Regions from separate parts of the Mus musculus genome. Here region 2 is linked to region 1. A link is a contact called in public targeted proximity ligation data. All regions are on one chromosome and are shown on one strand. The core of a region is the stretch at or near the end of the contact, and the rest is flanking DNA. Distances in the headings are between cores, read along the strand shown.

What was found.
Region 2: a targeted proximity ligation map of microglia shows a contact between it and region 1, with 6 times the contacts expected there. A contact is called at or near these places in 2 of 39 promoter capture datasets (embryonic stem cells and liver) and 1 of 130 datasets of targeted methods (microglia).

The regions. Positions count from the first base shown.
Region 1 is chr19:11,766,544-11,774,333 of GRCm38.p6, reverse strand. It overlaps Mrpl16 (mitochondrial ribosomal protein L16), which reads right to left and starts at 3,919. Exons shown (of 4, transcript NM_025606.3): 1 at 3,810-3,919; 2 at 3,467-3,532; 3 at 1,311-1,459; 4 at 1-186. The coding sequence starts at 3,864. Gm46655 (a long non-coding RNA gene) reads left to right here and starts at 7,048. Exons shown (of 3, transcript XR_001782678.2): 1 at 7,048-7,790.
Region 2 is chr19:10,735,748-10,743,537 of GRCm38.p6, reverse strand. Cd5 (CD5 antigen) reads left to right here and starts at 4,564. Exons shown (of 11, transcript NM_007650.3): 1 at 4,564-4,743. The coding sequence starts at 4,692. It overlaps A430093F15Rik (RIKEN cDNA A430093F15 gene), which reads right to left and starts at 2,591. Exons shown (of 4, transcript NR_027805.1): 1 at 2,536-2,591.

The DNA.
Region 1 (7,790 bases), core at 2,670-5,169:
TGTCACATAGTGATCGATGGCACCTTTACCTCCCCCCATGCGCTGCCCAACACCTTTGCGAGTGATGGGCTTGAAAGGGGCTGGCACTCGCCAGATGGCAAACATGTTCTTGGGATCCATAAAGCGGTTGATTGTCAAGCGCATCATTTCAAAATGGCCCCAATGGAGATAACCACCGCCAAGTGCCTAAAAATGAACAGATAAATTAGAACACAGGGGGATTTAGAAAGTATGGCGTCTATTATCATGCCGCCTCTTTTATAGTAACTGGCTTTAATGATACACATGAAAAGTAGACATCTAAGTTGTAATTAGTAATATGGAGGAAACACCTAAGCTACAGTAATAAAAGACAGCAAGGATGGAATCACTCCCATGGAGAGCCCAGGGAGGACTTTTTACAGATGACACTGAAAGCTGAGGAGAGAATCCTAAGAACCAGTCAGAAGAGGACAGTCCCAGGTGGAGAAACATTGATGTAAATGCCCTGACACAACAAAGGGCTTGGTAGTTTAAGTAGAACCAGTGTAGCTGGGGTAGGGTAGGAATGCAGAGTGGGCATAAGGTTCTGAGAGGTCAGCAGCAGCGCTCAAGGGTACAGTGCAGGCCAGGGAAGAAGACTTCACCATCACTCTGGCTGCCAGAAATGCTAGCACATAGCCACCCACGGCACTAACATTATTCTTTACAGAAACCACTGTATAGAAACAGCATGAAGCAGGTGTTCTAATTCTCACCCACAAATACTTCATTTTTACCAGAGACTTGAAAAGATCTTGTTATAACTGGGGAACTGAAGTAGCGCCTTTGCTCTTTGCTTTTACAGCAACCTTCCTTACCGCCTCTATAGTTCCAACCCATCTGAAATAGTAAGTGGCCATCCTGCTGTAAACAACTTCTAATTTCAACTAAATATTTTCTGAAATAGCAAGATAAAAATCTAACCTTGCTAGATTTTTGTTAACACAATTTCACATGGATCTGAACCATCTACCTGTTCAGTGAATACCTGTTGTATAGGCTACCTGCTTGTTGGCCACTAGGTTATTGGATCCTTTACATTATCACAGGGCTTATAGACAGAATTCAGTGCAAACTCTCAAGCATCTAGTATGGGACTCCTGTGTTTTCAATCCTACACTGTAGAAAAATATATAACTCACGTTTCCTTGGGAACCCAGTAGCCTAGTTCTATATCTATTTAAAGAGCAATTGGAATGTGGATGTAGGTGTGGCAGTTCTAATGTGGAGGAAGAGACTAGAATCAACTCAAAGAGAAGAAAACTTTGTTAATCTCTTTTATCACTCACCAAAATTGCAAAATTGCCTTCTGTAAAGTCAGTGGCTTCAGTTGAAGGCCCTCGTATGTCCTTCAAATTTTTAGGTTCTCTTCTTACTTTTGGCACAAGTGGGACTCTTTCAACAAATTTAAGCTTGGACCTTTCAGGGATGGAGACATCTAGCAGGAGCAAAGACAATCAAGAATAAGTGAAGGTGCACGACGCAGAGGGCCTAATGAGTAATAATTCCAGCGGTTACCATTTGCCTCTGGATGTTTCTAGCGACACTGGACTCTTTCAGCTATAACAATGCTTACACAAATGTTTCTCAGCCAAATTCACTTATTACCCCCCTGTATGTTCAGCCCCTATTTGTAGGGACTGTTCTCAATTATTACTTCATTCACTGTTAAAGCAGCTTTGGTATTTTGAGATTGTTTTTTTTTTTTAAAAAAAAAATCCCAACTGTAGTCTCCCCTCTTCCCCCATCTCAATCTACTCATTCCTGTTTCTATTCAGAAAAGGGCAGGCCTCCCATGAATATCAACCAAACGTGGCATATCAAGTTGCAGTAAGACTAGGCACCTTCTGTCGTATTAAGACTGGATGGGGCAACCCAAGATGAAGAAAAGGGTCCCAAAAACTGTCAAAAGAGTCAGAGACAGCCCCGTTAGGAGTCCCACATGAAGACTTCGCTATACACCCACAACATGTACGCAGAGGGTTGAGACAGTCTTATGGATGTCATGTGATCACTGTGTAACCTCGAACCTGCAGGAAGTGCTGGACTGAGTGGTGGCAACCTTTATATTTCTTTAGGGCTTCAACACTAAACAGACAAATGGGGGAAATACAAAGTGAAGTATTAGAAATTGAAAACAAGGGGCCCACAAGATGTCCCAACCGGTAAAAAGCACTGCTTGCCCATCTGGGTTGGAGCCTTAGGGCCCACGTGGTAGAAGGAGAGAACTGACTCCCAAAAGTAGTCACAGACCTCCAGATATATGCCTTGACACATACGCACCCACACAAGTGCATGCATACAAAATAAATAAAAGGCAATTAAAAATAAAAAGAATTGAAAACAGGAGCATACATAATTTTCAGCTAGGCCAAGAAACATAATTGGGCAAGTGGTATTCTAATCTCTACTTTAAAGAAGAGGAACTTCAGTTAAAACATCAAAGCCAGAAGCATGCTCTTAAAAACCAAAACCAAAAACAAAACAAAACTCACTGCTCCTCTAGATTGCAAAAATACCATTAAAACAAAACAAACAAACGAAAAAAAAAAAAACCTTCTGTTGTATTTTTCTTGGTAAACTTACAAAGTAGGATTTTTCTTGTCACTATCCTCTATATGACATCCTGGGGAAAACAACTGTGACTCAAAAAAAAAATTAAATATGAGAAAGAATGGCTCCATGATAGAATAAACAAAACAGGAAGCCTCAAAGGGCCATCAGATCATTAATGGAATAATAAAGTTGCTGTTCCAAGTTACAAAAACTACTCTCCCTTCACTGACTTCTATGGGCAGCTACTGTGAGACCTGGTAATACGTTCTTACATCTGCAAGTTAGTATGCACTTCTAAGCACACACAGCACCTTATTTATCAAAAATGTTAGGAGTGTTTTGTCTGCATGTATTAATGTGCAGAAGAGGATGTAGGAACCCCTGAAGCTGGAGTCCCAGATGGTTATGAACAATCTTGTGGGTTCTGAGAATTGAACCTGGGTTCTCTGCAAGAGCAACAAGTGTTATTAACTGCTGAGCCATTGCTCCAGCCCACACAGTAGTTTAACAGTTATGTGCCGAAGACCCTCAGATGTCTAGGCCATTTGCAGTTTTGGAGATTTTAGTACATTAAAAAGTTAGATGTACAGGACTGCAGAGCACCTGGCTACTATTGCTAAGTGTCTGCATATCTGTACTATTATTTAGAAGATAAAAAAATCTGATATATGCCCAGTTAGTGCTGACTGGGTAGATCATGGGCCACACATCAGTGGTAGGATGCCTGGGAACTAGCCCAATAGTTATCTGCTTTGCAACATCGAGGGACTTCGCTGCAGTTTGCCTTCCTTACATATATCTGTTGAATCACTCAACGGAGGGAGGAAGCACAAACACACCTTCGATGCCTTTTCTCAGAGAAAAATAAGTGGAAATGACAGGTACTCACTTTCAAAAGTTGGAACTGGGAGGAGCGTCTTCAGACCAGCACTGGTGGGAAGGGCTGCCCAAGAATCTACAATGACAAATCAAACCATTACTGTTACACTCTGATCACTCCTGACAGAGGTGTCTAGAAGCACGGGGGTACGAGTTCCACTAAATGGGCTTCCAAGGAAGCAACTAGGCTCACGGAGCACCGTCTCCCGCACATGACCAGGACCCAGGCCTCCGCATAGTGGAGGTGGAAGAAGTAAGGAAAGCGCAGGACCTATCGCAGTAAGCATAGACTTTGGAATGTGGGGAGGAAGATCGGGGAAATGCCTTTTTAAAAGATGAAACAGGTTTCTGACCTGAAAAGTGCATCCGCAGGAGCGGCGCGGGGACGCGCGTCAACAGCCTCCACATGGCCACGCGTGTGCTGCCGGGTCAGGTTTCTCTCAACTACAACAGTGGCTTTTCCCAGTTCAGAGCTTTGCCGGCCCGCGGACACAAGACAGGAAGTGACGTCATCCTGTCCCACCTTTTATAGAGTCCTGACGGAAGTAGAGGAAACTTCCAGCACCTGGTTCTGGAGCAGGTTATCTGCGGGTTAAAGGTCCCACAGGCCAAGCCACGCCCGAGGTGTTTCAAGTTTCCGCGAGGGTCTTCTCAGTTTTTTTCTGTTTAGTGACAGCTCTGGGTTTTCTCCTTGGTGTAGAAAGCTGCGAAAGCCCGAGGTTTTGTAAGAAGTTGTTCCCTTAACTTTCCGTACATTTATGTCTCTTCTCTAGGGACATAGAAAGATGCTATTGATTTGTCATTGGCTTATTTACTGTGCGCTTGCTGAGTTTGGTCTTGACAAATCTATCAAAAGAGCTGTAGCTGGAGTTTTCAAGGTAAAAGCACTGGCTTGGGCATTCCCAACCGGCTGGGTTCGATCACCTGTCCTTTTACTTTTATAATTAAAAAAAAAAAAGATTTATTTATTTATTATATATAAGTACACTGTAGCTGTCCTCAGACACACCAGAAGAGGGCATCAGATCTCATTACAGATGGTTGTGAGCTACCATGTGGTTTCTGGGATTTGAACTCAAAACCTCTGGAAGAGCAGTCAGTGCTCTTAACCGCTGAGCCATCTCTGCAGTCCCACCTGTCCTTAATATGCTAATTAAAAGAAAGTAACCTCGAAAAGCCATTAATTTAAGGTAGCTTCATTTGAAATAATAAATGATGGACTCCAATGACCATTCAAGATCATTTTCATGGCCCTGATATGAGCTTTAAGCTATTTATTTATTTATTTATTTATTTGAGACAAAATCTCTATGTAGTTCTGGCTGTTCTAGAACTCACTATGTAGATAGGCTGGCCTCGAACTCACAGAGATCTGTCTGCCTCAGCCTACACAGTGTGGGATTAAAGGCATGTACCACCACACCTGGCACCTTTAAGTTTAACTAGTGGACAAACTGGGGCATCGAGTGGGGAGTCCGCTAAAAAGTATGCATAATTAAGCAGTCCTGGTCTAGGCTGATCATTGCTTCAGTTTTGGTTTGGTATGGTGGTCATCTCAAGCTGGCATAGATTAACAGGATTAATTTGTTTCTATAAATGATCAGTTTGGTTTCAAGATTTAGCCTTGTCTTCACAGAAGAGGGGTAATGTTCTGTCTTCAAAGTTTTTCCTTTAAGAAATCCAAGAGAAGGAGCTGGAGGGATGGCTGGGTCGTTAAGGGGATTGGCTGCTCTAGTGAATGGACCACACCATAATTTAATAAGGAAGGGAAATGAAATAATGTATAATTATCCTTTTGGAAATGTTGGACATATAATTTTTCCTGAGGCTGGAGCTTTGTAGTGATTAGAACAAGAGGATTTGTATCTAAGCTTTTAGGAGACAGATGAAATTAGCAAATGAGACTGATGTCTGTTGTGTTTAAATCATGTTAAATCTGTGTGCTCTTAAGAATTAATTTCACAAGCAGTAAGTACAGCCTTCAATGCTTGTGGATAAGATATACTGGGGAAATTGCTTACAAATCTATTCACCTGTGCAATACATCTGCTTCCCAAGTATTAAGAGACTCTACAAATCCACCCCAGGACACAATTTAACTTGTTTATTGATATTCCTCCTTCTGCGCTGGCAAAAGGCCACATTTTGAAAGACCTGAGAGTGGTCAGAACTCCAAGTCCCCTCTTTTTAAAAGAGATGTAATCCATTCCACGACAGGTGCCACCCATGCCAGGAAGGTCAACAAAGGTGTGATAAGAGGCAAGCATCTTGGTTGGGAGGAGTGTAAAAATGAAGAAATGAAGAACCTCCTCCTTCCTGTCTTATCTTCACTATTATCTCTCTACTTAAAATAGCACTGAGCCGAGGGACAGTTTCCACTAAGGTTAATTCAGTGTTGTATTATGTAGTATTGGGCATTTAGATTTTGAAATTATGTTCTTTGTAACTATAAGGGACAATTTAAAAAGATATTTGCATATAAACAAGACATTTACATCTATGTGCAGGTGCCCACACTGGCCAGAAGAGGGAGCTGTAGTTGCTGCGCAGATGCTTGTAAACTGCCCGTACAGGTCCTCTGAAAGAACAGCTCTTAACAGTTGATTCATCTCTCTAGTCACTAGCAGTTGCCATTCTTAAGTGGGAGAGTAATGAAGAAACACAATAGCAGCAAGAAATAGCAAAATATCAGCCCAACCCTTTCTAGATAAAGGTAGTGAACAAAAGCTGGGTGAAATAGTTGATTAAAGTTGATGTGTGATAACATCTTCCAGTCTAATGGATTATAAATCACATAGTGGTGATATGTCAGTTTTCATTTCTTCATTGATGAGTGATATCTAGCTTTCCCTCATGCTTTTGATTTCAATGTTTGTGATTTGCTTGTATGTATGCTAGTTTGTTTTTTATATGCACTTGTTCATGTTTCTCTTATCAATTCAAAACTGTTTGTTATGTCTCATAGGCAGATTCCCGGTTTTAATTTGTGTGTGTGTGCTGAAACTAGAAAGGGGACCAATAGGAGGAGAAGTCTTAAGAGAGAGAGTTGGGGAAGGAGGAAAGAGAAGAACAAGGGATAGCAGAATACATGTGACATGAAAGGATGAGAGGGAAATGGAAAGGTACCAGCAGAGGATGGGGCAGGGAGAGGATCAAGAAGAAAATGTTTGTGAATGCCTCATAACAAAGCCCATTCCTATGTATACGAATTTAAAAAGAATGCGTATTTTAAAGCCTGTGTTATGTGTTGAATTTCCTAACTACTGCCTAGTTTTATAGATTGAAACCATCTTTCCCACTCTGCAGACTTGCCTTTTCTGTGTCTCCACTGGAAGGAGTAGAAGGTTTCATCTATTTGGTTCCAGTTTTGTTTGTTTCCTTCCTTTCTTCCTTCCTTCCTTCCTTCCTTCCTTCCTTCCTTCCTTCCTTCCTTCCTTCCTTCCTTCCTTTCTTTCTTTCTTTCTTTCTTTCTTTCTTTCTTTCTTTCTTTCTTTTCTTCTTTCTTTTTTTTTTTCTTTTTGTTTTTTTTTTTGAGACAGGGTTTCTCTGTGTAGCCCTGGCTGTCCTGGAACTCACTCTGTAGACCAGGCTGGCCTCGAATTCAGAAATCCGCCTGCCTCAGCCTCCCAAGTGCTGGGATTAAAGGCGTGCGCCACCACCGCCCAGTGGTTCCAGTTTCTTAAGAGGGTGTTGTACATAGGTCACTTACATGCCTAATCAAAGTCACATACAACTGTGTACACTTCTTTTTTTTTGCCATAGGCATAGAAGTTTAATCCATTTCTCATACAAGGAGGCAACAGCAAGTAGTAGAAGGGTGATCATGTATTGTGGCTTCAAGGGACCTCATGCACAAGGCAGCAGATGACCGGCCCTAGAACCTGCCCACCCACCCCCACAAGCTACTACAGTGGCTCCGGTGAATTGAGTCCTGAAAAGATACTTCCCAGCAAATGCACCCATAGTGAGGAAAGTAAGGGGTTCTCCTGCCCACTCTCAACCAGATAGAGCAGTGCAAGGTGGTGAAGCCTCTGGAAGAACAGTTTTATATCGTTTCTATGACAACACACTTCCTTTGGGCAGTACTTAATGCAGATTCTGCTCTCGAGGAGCAAGGCTCCTGTAGTGGGTCTTCCTCACTCTGCTGCTGTAGTGGAGTGGACACTGGGCCCTCTGCAGGGCCAGCAGCTCAGTCGTCAGCCTAGCAGACATATCCACACTGACCAAGTACAAGGTTTACTTGCTAAAAAGGAAGGCTTAGCTAGTTTCAGTTCCTCATGAAGTGTTATTTCCTGTTGAAAAGCAAAGAACTAAGCCAACCCTCTATAAAATTG
Region 2 (7,790 bases), core at 3,315-5,814, 1.0 Mb after region 1:
ACAGGACTCCATCTCCCACCCAGGAAGTCTCTCTAAGAGGACATTATGAGTGAGCTGCCTATTTTTTTTTAAGAACTATTAATTCTTGCCAAGTTGCCCGTTTATTGTATATGTTTAGGTGTGTGTACACACACATGTGTGTGTCAGTGCACAGGCATGGAGGTCAGAGGACAACTTGCAGGAGTCACTTGTCTCCATGCACCATGTGTGTTTCAGAGATCAGGTTCAGGGTGTCAGGCTTGGTGGTGAGGCTGTTTACCTGCTAAGCCCCCCTCGATGGCCCTGTGTGTGAGCTTTCTAAAGAGTGTCATGGCTCTCGGCATCTGGTCTTTTTAAGAAAACTTTCATAGATTGTTCAGGTCCTCATTAGTTTTCTAAATGACACCCTGACCCGTGAGGTCACAGACTGAGGACTCTCAGTGACTATCTAAGAAAACCCTTTATATCACAGGGAAACTGGGTTCTAGGGGAGAGCCTTCACCTCAAACACGCAGCGATAATGATTGAGCCAGGCAGGACTCACATCCCAAGTTCCAGCTCTGTACCCTTCTTGCCTGTCCCAGACTAGCTACTACCTTGCAGGACCCAGAAGCCTTTGTGTCGACTCTTCCCTCAACCTAGAAAACCCATCCCACCAGTAAATGGGAAACCGCTCATCCTTCCAGTGTCCTTCCTCCCTCCTTGACTTCCTCACAAGTAGCAATGGCTACCGGTTTCTCTACAGTCCCCTCAGGCTGGCCCTTCCCACATCCTGTCCTCATGTCCCTTGAGAGATTTGCCTTATGCTCTCAAGGAAAACAGGCCTGGGCTGGGTGATCAACAAGGCAGGCAGCTTCAGGAGCAACTCTGCTCTAAGGGCTGGGATTGTCCACTGCTCTAAGAGGAAGGACCCTCCCACCCTCAGCTCTCTACCATATAGAGGACCCAGTACATGCATTCCTACAGGTGCCTTTGTCCACCTCACCACTCAGGTTCTGTGTGTCTGCCTGCTTTATAGAACAAGAGTTCCTTTTGGGCAAATGGATGCAGCCATCTGAAATAAGAGACAGGTGGTATGTAAGAAAGGGGACATCTACCTGCCGGGAGACCTGGAGGCACAAACCTCACTGTTCGTGAGCTGTGCACCTTTGGGGATCCACCTAACCTCAGTGATCCTCAAGTGGTTCATCGGAAAAATGGGCTTGGTTAACAGCCTTAAGCAGCCTTGTTTTCTCACGTTTACCTGTGGTCAAACAGGCTCAGTGTCGCTCAAAAGAGCAACAGAAGAGAAAGCAGGAGTCAGAACTGTGGGCTGGCTAGAGAGGCAGCCGTGGTGGGGAAGGCTGGTCACTTTAGAGAGCCTCCACTTTAGAGAGCTTCCTTGCAGGAAAGCATGGGCTGAGCCTGGGAGACTGACCTCACACGGGGAGCACTCTACCTCACAAGCCCTGCATGTCATTACCAGGGCAGCTTCCAGATGCCCCGAGCTGCAGGGAGATGGATCTCGGAATGGGGCAGTAGCTTTCCTAATATCCCCCCTCAGAAATTAAGCCAGCTTCTAGACTCCAAGTTGTTTCTACCCAACTATGCCAGTTGTCACTGAAAACTAACAACCATGGATTCTAGAACCTTCCCTCTGAGCCAGTGTTTGTGCTAATACTCCACGGGGCATATCATAAGGTAGCCTTCTTAAATACATTACACAAGGGGAATTTAGGTAATTTACTTCATTAAGTGACTCAGTTTCACCACATATATGAGAGGCTGGTGCTGTTCCAAGGGAGGCAGGCAATCGGGAGCCTGCTGAGATCTCACCTGGCCCTTCTGGTGCACAGGGTAAGTGCCCTGGAAACCTCCGACCTCTGCTTCCCCCAAGAGTTCAAGCTGATGTCCTCCCACCAAGAGCCAAATCCTTTAGGTCCCAAAACAGAGGAAGTCCCTCCTCTGAAGGCACCTGGGCACACCCTTCCCTCTACAATCTGAAGGAGGGCTGCCCTGGGGTCATCCAACTCCCCTATGCTACACAGGAACCAACTGAGGACCCCAGCTCCACGGGACTCACTCAAGGTCACAGAGCAATGGCCACACTCAAAGAGCAGGTATTGGAGGGTCAGTACCTCTCCCTCCCTCCCTCGGACAGTCCCTTCAACAGACAAGAGGTCTTCCCTTGCTCTTCCACTCCCAGGCAAGGAGCAACAGTAGGTCAGGGGTGCACTCCCTAAGCTGGGTAGGGAAGATGGACAGCCAGCCTGAGCTGGTCGTGCTCAAGGCTGCCAGTACAGAAGATCCCAGTGACTGAGTCACTCAGTCACTCATCAAATAAACACTTGGAAGGTATCCATCCTATAGATTTCACTTAGTCATCCAACCAATGTTGATCTGCTTCAGGCCCTCACATTCCTCAGCTCCCATCCCCCTCCCCCCTTCACCCTCACCCCACCTCCTTGTGGCTCCTTTGCCACCTTCTCCCCACCCCCATCCAAAAGAACCAGTGTTGGAATCACTGAGGAGTGACCCAAACCAGAAAGTCCAGTAAGGCAACTCTCCAGAGGTTACCTGGTGTCGCCAAGGCAATAGGGCAGAGCCTGTCCCTCGGAGGCTGTTGAGGTTCTGAAACTGGCCTAGGGGGCTCATCCCCCCTCCCCCACCTTTGCCTCCACCAAGCGGCGGCATGGAAAACCCAGCCAGCTCAGCTGACTTCCTCTTGTGTCATGGAAAGTGCGGGTGATAGGACAGGAAACTGTCGCCTGGGGTCTGGGGTCCCCAGCTGGCACAGGACCTGAGGTCTAGGGGATGCAAGGTAGAAAACTTTGTGGGGTAGTTACTAGGGAGTCGGTGGCAGGGGAAGAGCTACGGACCTGGAGTGCAGGGACCCCACCACTAGGGTTCCCTCCGGTACACAGCCAGTAACTGAGGTAATACATTCAGACTTCTATGAAGGTTGGAACACATAGTGAAGCCACCTAGTAGATCACACTCAGGCCTGTGAAGGGGAAATAAATCTAAAGCTCCGGGTTTGGATTGCCTTTGATAAAGAAGTGAGTCTGGAGGTCTGTGGAAGGAGATGTCGGTTTCCTTGTGTGTGCATGTGTGTGTGTGTGTGTGTGTATGTGTGTGTGTGTGTGTGTGTGTGTGTGTGTGTGTGTGAGTGTGTGCATGTGTGTGTGTGTGTGTGTGTGTGAGTGTGTGCATGTGTGTGTGTGTGTGTGTGTGTGTGTGTGTGTGTGTGCGCGTGTGTGCACATGCGTGTGCATGCATGCATATGCGAGGGCGTGGGCTGGCTGGTCAATGGACAGTGAAGCTCTCTATAAACTGTGAGGAAATAGGCTCCGATGGGCACTTAAGAAACAAAGGGATGCTAGGGATACAGATCAGTTGAGAGTGTTTGCCTTGTAAGCATGAGACACTGGGTTCCAGCAAAGGAAAAAATAACAGACACACCAGGTAGGGACTGTCCCCAGCACCCAACCCATCACCACCACCAGACAAGAGTTTCTCTGTGTAACATCCCTGGCTGTCCTGGAACTCACTTTGTAGACCAGGCTGGCCTCAAACTCACAGAGATCACCTTGCCTCTGTCTCCTGAGTGCTGGGATTAAAAGGTGTGTATCACCATGCCAGCTGCATTTCTAGTTCTTGCATATCATTGATAATGTTGAATGAATGAATGAATGAATGAATGAATGAATGAATGAATGAATGAACGAATCTAGATCCAGAGACCATACAACATGGAGATCTCACACCCAACATGAATATCTATCTCATACCTAACATGGAGATCATACCCAAAATGGGCATCTCACACCAACAGGGAGATCTCTCTCTCTCTCTCTCTCTCTCTCTCTCTCTCTCTCTCTCTCTCTCTCTCTCTCTCTCTCTCTCTCTCTTTCTCTCTCTCTCTCTCTCTCACACACACACACACACACACACACACACACAGTGCTGCAAGTTCAACTCAGATGAAGACACTCTCCTCCCCATACTTGCTGGTAAAATATTACTCTTGGATTCTTAGGCACAGCAGCTCCCGCTTGTAATTCTAACATTTGTGAGACTGAAGCAGGAGGATTACCACAAACTCCAGGCTTACATGGGCTACCTAGCAAGGTCTTGTTTTGTTTTGTTTCTTTGCTTAGATCCCCATAGGGATTCAACTCAGATTATGGACTTCCAGCCCCGTACACCATCAGGAGTGAGCAGGGCTTGTGTCTTGGTTTTCCTTATTGACCCTGCAATAAGACCTGAAGTTGCTCGCCTGCACAGTCCCCACCCCACTCAGAATCCTGTAGGGAAGGCTCCTGTCTCGGGCCCTTGCCCTTTTACCTCGGGTGAGCTCTCCTGAGAGTAGAACGACCTCTCTCTGGAGTTCCCAGCCTCTCTCTGCCCCACAGTCCCATCCCACAAGGACACCTGGTTCTGCCCAGCCATGAGAATGGCCAGTGGGCACTACCGCAGTTCCAGGCACCTCGTGCAGGAAGCTGACAGAGACTCAGGCCTCCATTCTAATTGGGGCAGGTGGTTTCACAGGGAGGAAGTTGACAGTTCAACTTCAAACAGGGTTGGCAGTGACACAGGCCCACACTGCCTGCTTCCCCTTTCCACCCCTGTTTATGCCCCCTCCCTCCAAGACAGTAAGACACTGAGTCAGACACCTCTCCTGGCTGGCCAGCTGAGCTCACTGAGGCTGAGGCAGCAGAAGGCCATTATCCATGGACTCCCACGAAGTGCTGCTGGCTGCCACATACCTGCTGGGAACGCTGGGTGAGTCTCTGCCGGTACTGGGTACTGCCAGGCTGAATACCTGTGCATACCGGGGTGCAGTAAGAGGATCTCAGTTCTTCCCAGGTCTGACTCTGGGCTCATGTGCAATAGCAGGGAGGCTTAGGGTCACAGAGGTTAGGTCAACTCCCCATTCTCCGCGGGGCTCTGCGCGTGCATTGCCAAGCCTGATCCACTGTCTTTCTCAGCTTTGGGTTAGAAGTCAGTGTGCACTTAGTTTCCAACCTGTGCAGCCACCCTCTCCAGGGTGCCACCTAGAAATGCCTGGCCTTTATTTGGTCACCTCCAGGGAGGCACAAACCTGATATTGAGGATGCTCCGGGCAGAGTAGGCTGCGGCAGAATGGTCCATTTATAAGGATGCGGAAGAACAGAGAGATGCCAAGCTCAAACAGCAGCCCTATGTCAGTTCTAAAGGAGTCCCCAACTCATGAGCCTTGCTCCAAACCTGAGACCCTGCTGGTGGGCCATCAGTGACATCAGGAAAGTAAGCGATTCTTGACTAGCCAGAGGTATGCTGTGGGCGCTAGGCCTGGAGGCCCAAAGAGATCCTCCGGGTCACAGCATGTGCACAGAGCAGAGCAGAGATGTAAACTGACGTGGCGGGGTAAAGGCTGCTGGATGCCAGGTGGGATGGAAAAGAAGAAATGGCTTTCTACTTCACAGAGAAGGGTTGGGGGCTTCAGATACCCACTCTGTACCTACAAGAGCTAGGAGTGAGTGTGAGAATGTGTGACTCTGGATGTGGAGGGGTGCGTTTTGAATGTATGTATCTATGAGAACTGTGTGTGCACTCTCCTGGACACTATATGACCTCTTCACTCATGTTAGCATGACTTGGATGCCCACGTACACACCCCTTGTGCATTGGACAGTAAGAGGTACACCATGCCTGCTTGACAAATCTTGGCTTGCTTCCTGGACCTTACTAGGACATTGATGTGGTCCCTTTGGTCCTGAGAATCTCAGAAGCCAAGCCTTTATCCCCTGCCCCAATCCAGGCCTTCTCTGCAGTCTCAGACCCACACACAAGGAGACAGGACCCACCCATGGTCCCCACTGGGCATGGAGTGAGCTCTTGGCAGGACTGCAGGTACCCCTGTTCCATGGAAGCCAGAGTCCAGAAGAGATGGAATCGAACCATCACCCCAGTAGAGTTATCATTTGGAGGCCTGGGAGCACATGGTCCCTGTATGTTGCTAGAGTCTTATAGGTAGAAAGTAGTTTCTTAGTCGTGGGTAGGTAGGGAACAGCTCGCACTTTTATTTTACTTTTATGGTCCTATGATTGAACCCAGGACCTCACACATGCTACGCAAGCTATGGCTGAGCTACAGCCTGCCACTTTTTACTTTAAAAAAAAAACAAAACTGTTTTTAGACATTTGGGTGTGTGTGTGTGTGTGTGTGTGTGTGTGTGTGTGTGTGTGTGCATACATGCATGTGTACCAAGACTTTATTCCCACCCTACAACCAGCCCTCCCCAGCAGCCTCAAGTGTGCTATGCAGGAATGCCATTGGGTCAGAGGACAATTTGCAAGAGTCAGTTCTCTCCTTCTGCCCTGTGAGTCCAAGAGATAGAAATTGGCACATGAGTCTTGGCAGAGAATGCCTTTACCCACTTAGCCATCCTACAGGGCCCCAGCTTTTTGAAGCATGGTCTCCATAAATGACCAGCTGGCCTGAACTTACTCCATAACCCAGGAGTGTCTTCAACTTGCAATCCTCCTGCCTCAGCCTCTCCGGTAGCTGGAATTACAGGCCTGTGCCACCAGGCCTGATTTTCATGAAATCCTTTTAAATCCTTTTTTTTTTTTTCCTGTTAGCTTCTGAATAGTACAGAAAATATGTGGAGCCATCTTCCCATTTTACAGTGAGTGAAAACTGAGGCCCAGGAGTGGCAAGCGCATGGTGGAACAGGTGGTGAGCAGCATGGAGAGCCTGGCCTACATTTCTGCCCTCACACAGCCCCACCACCTCTGTAGGAGTAATAGGTTCCCAAAGCCATTCTCACACGTCAGAGCATGACCATAGGAGAAGCCTTCATCAGCAGAGACACAAACATCAAGGCATAGGGCTGTGGATACTCTAGGACCTAAGGAATGAAGATCTTTACAACCTGGCTAGGGTTCCCACATTGTCCCCTCTTACAATTTTTCTGAGCCTCAATCATTGAAGTGGGTTGGGGACGTGGCTCAGACACCACAGTAACTCCAAAAACCAATTTGAGTTCCACTCTGGCACTTTTGGCTAGGTGACCCCGGGCGCTGGTTTGGTAATCCTCCCTCTCCTTCACTGTAAGGAGAATAACAGCAAATGGCAAGGAAACGAATTAACTCACAGTAGGCCTAGCCTATATGTGGTGGAGATAGTGCTCAGTGGACACTAGGGTCATCTGGAAGCAAGGCAAGGCAGAATGGGATCTTACCAAGCGCTCGCCACACCATAGATCTTCTCCCCCTTTCTTCTGCCCAGGCTGTTCATCCACCCATTCGCTTATTCACTCTCACTCATTCACTCATTCATTCATCTACAAATCTGTTCTGAGCATGTGCTACTCAGCTCTTTACAGCGGCAGGAGCATCGAGAGCCAAGGCAGACATTTTGGCCCACGGGCCTGCGCCGCTCACAGAGACCCGACAGAGGAAGTATGGAAGCCAGCACCCGAATCCTCACATGTCTGGGGGCCTGAGCACATCACAGGGCCCTACTTGGCATATGGACCTGGATGTGCAGGCACAGGATCATTTGAAGGGACTGCCATTCCCTCTGCCACCCTGAGCCCCAAGTGCTAAGAAGAGCCAGCTAGTGAAAGGAGGGGAGAGGCACTTGGGTAGAGGAGGCCACAGGGTAAAGGCCATAAGGACAAGACAGGCTAGGTATGTGCTAGCTGAGAGCAGGCTGTGAGCTGCTCTCCCAGGATACACAGCTGAGGTTGTCTTTGGCTCTAAGCACAAAGGAAAGGAACCCTGACTGACCCACAGATCCTGGAAGCCATAGGTACTGGCTCTATGCTCATTCAGCATGGCTCC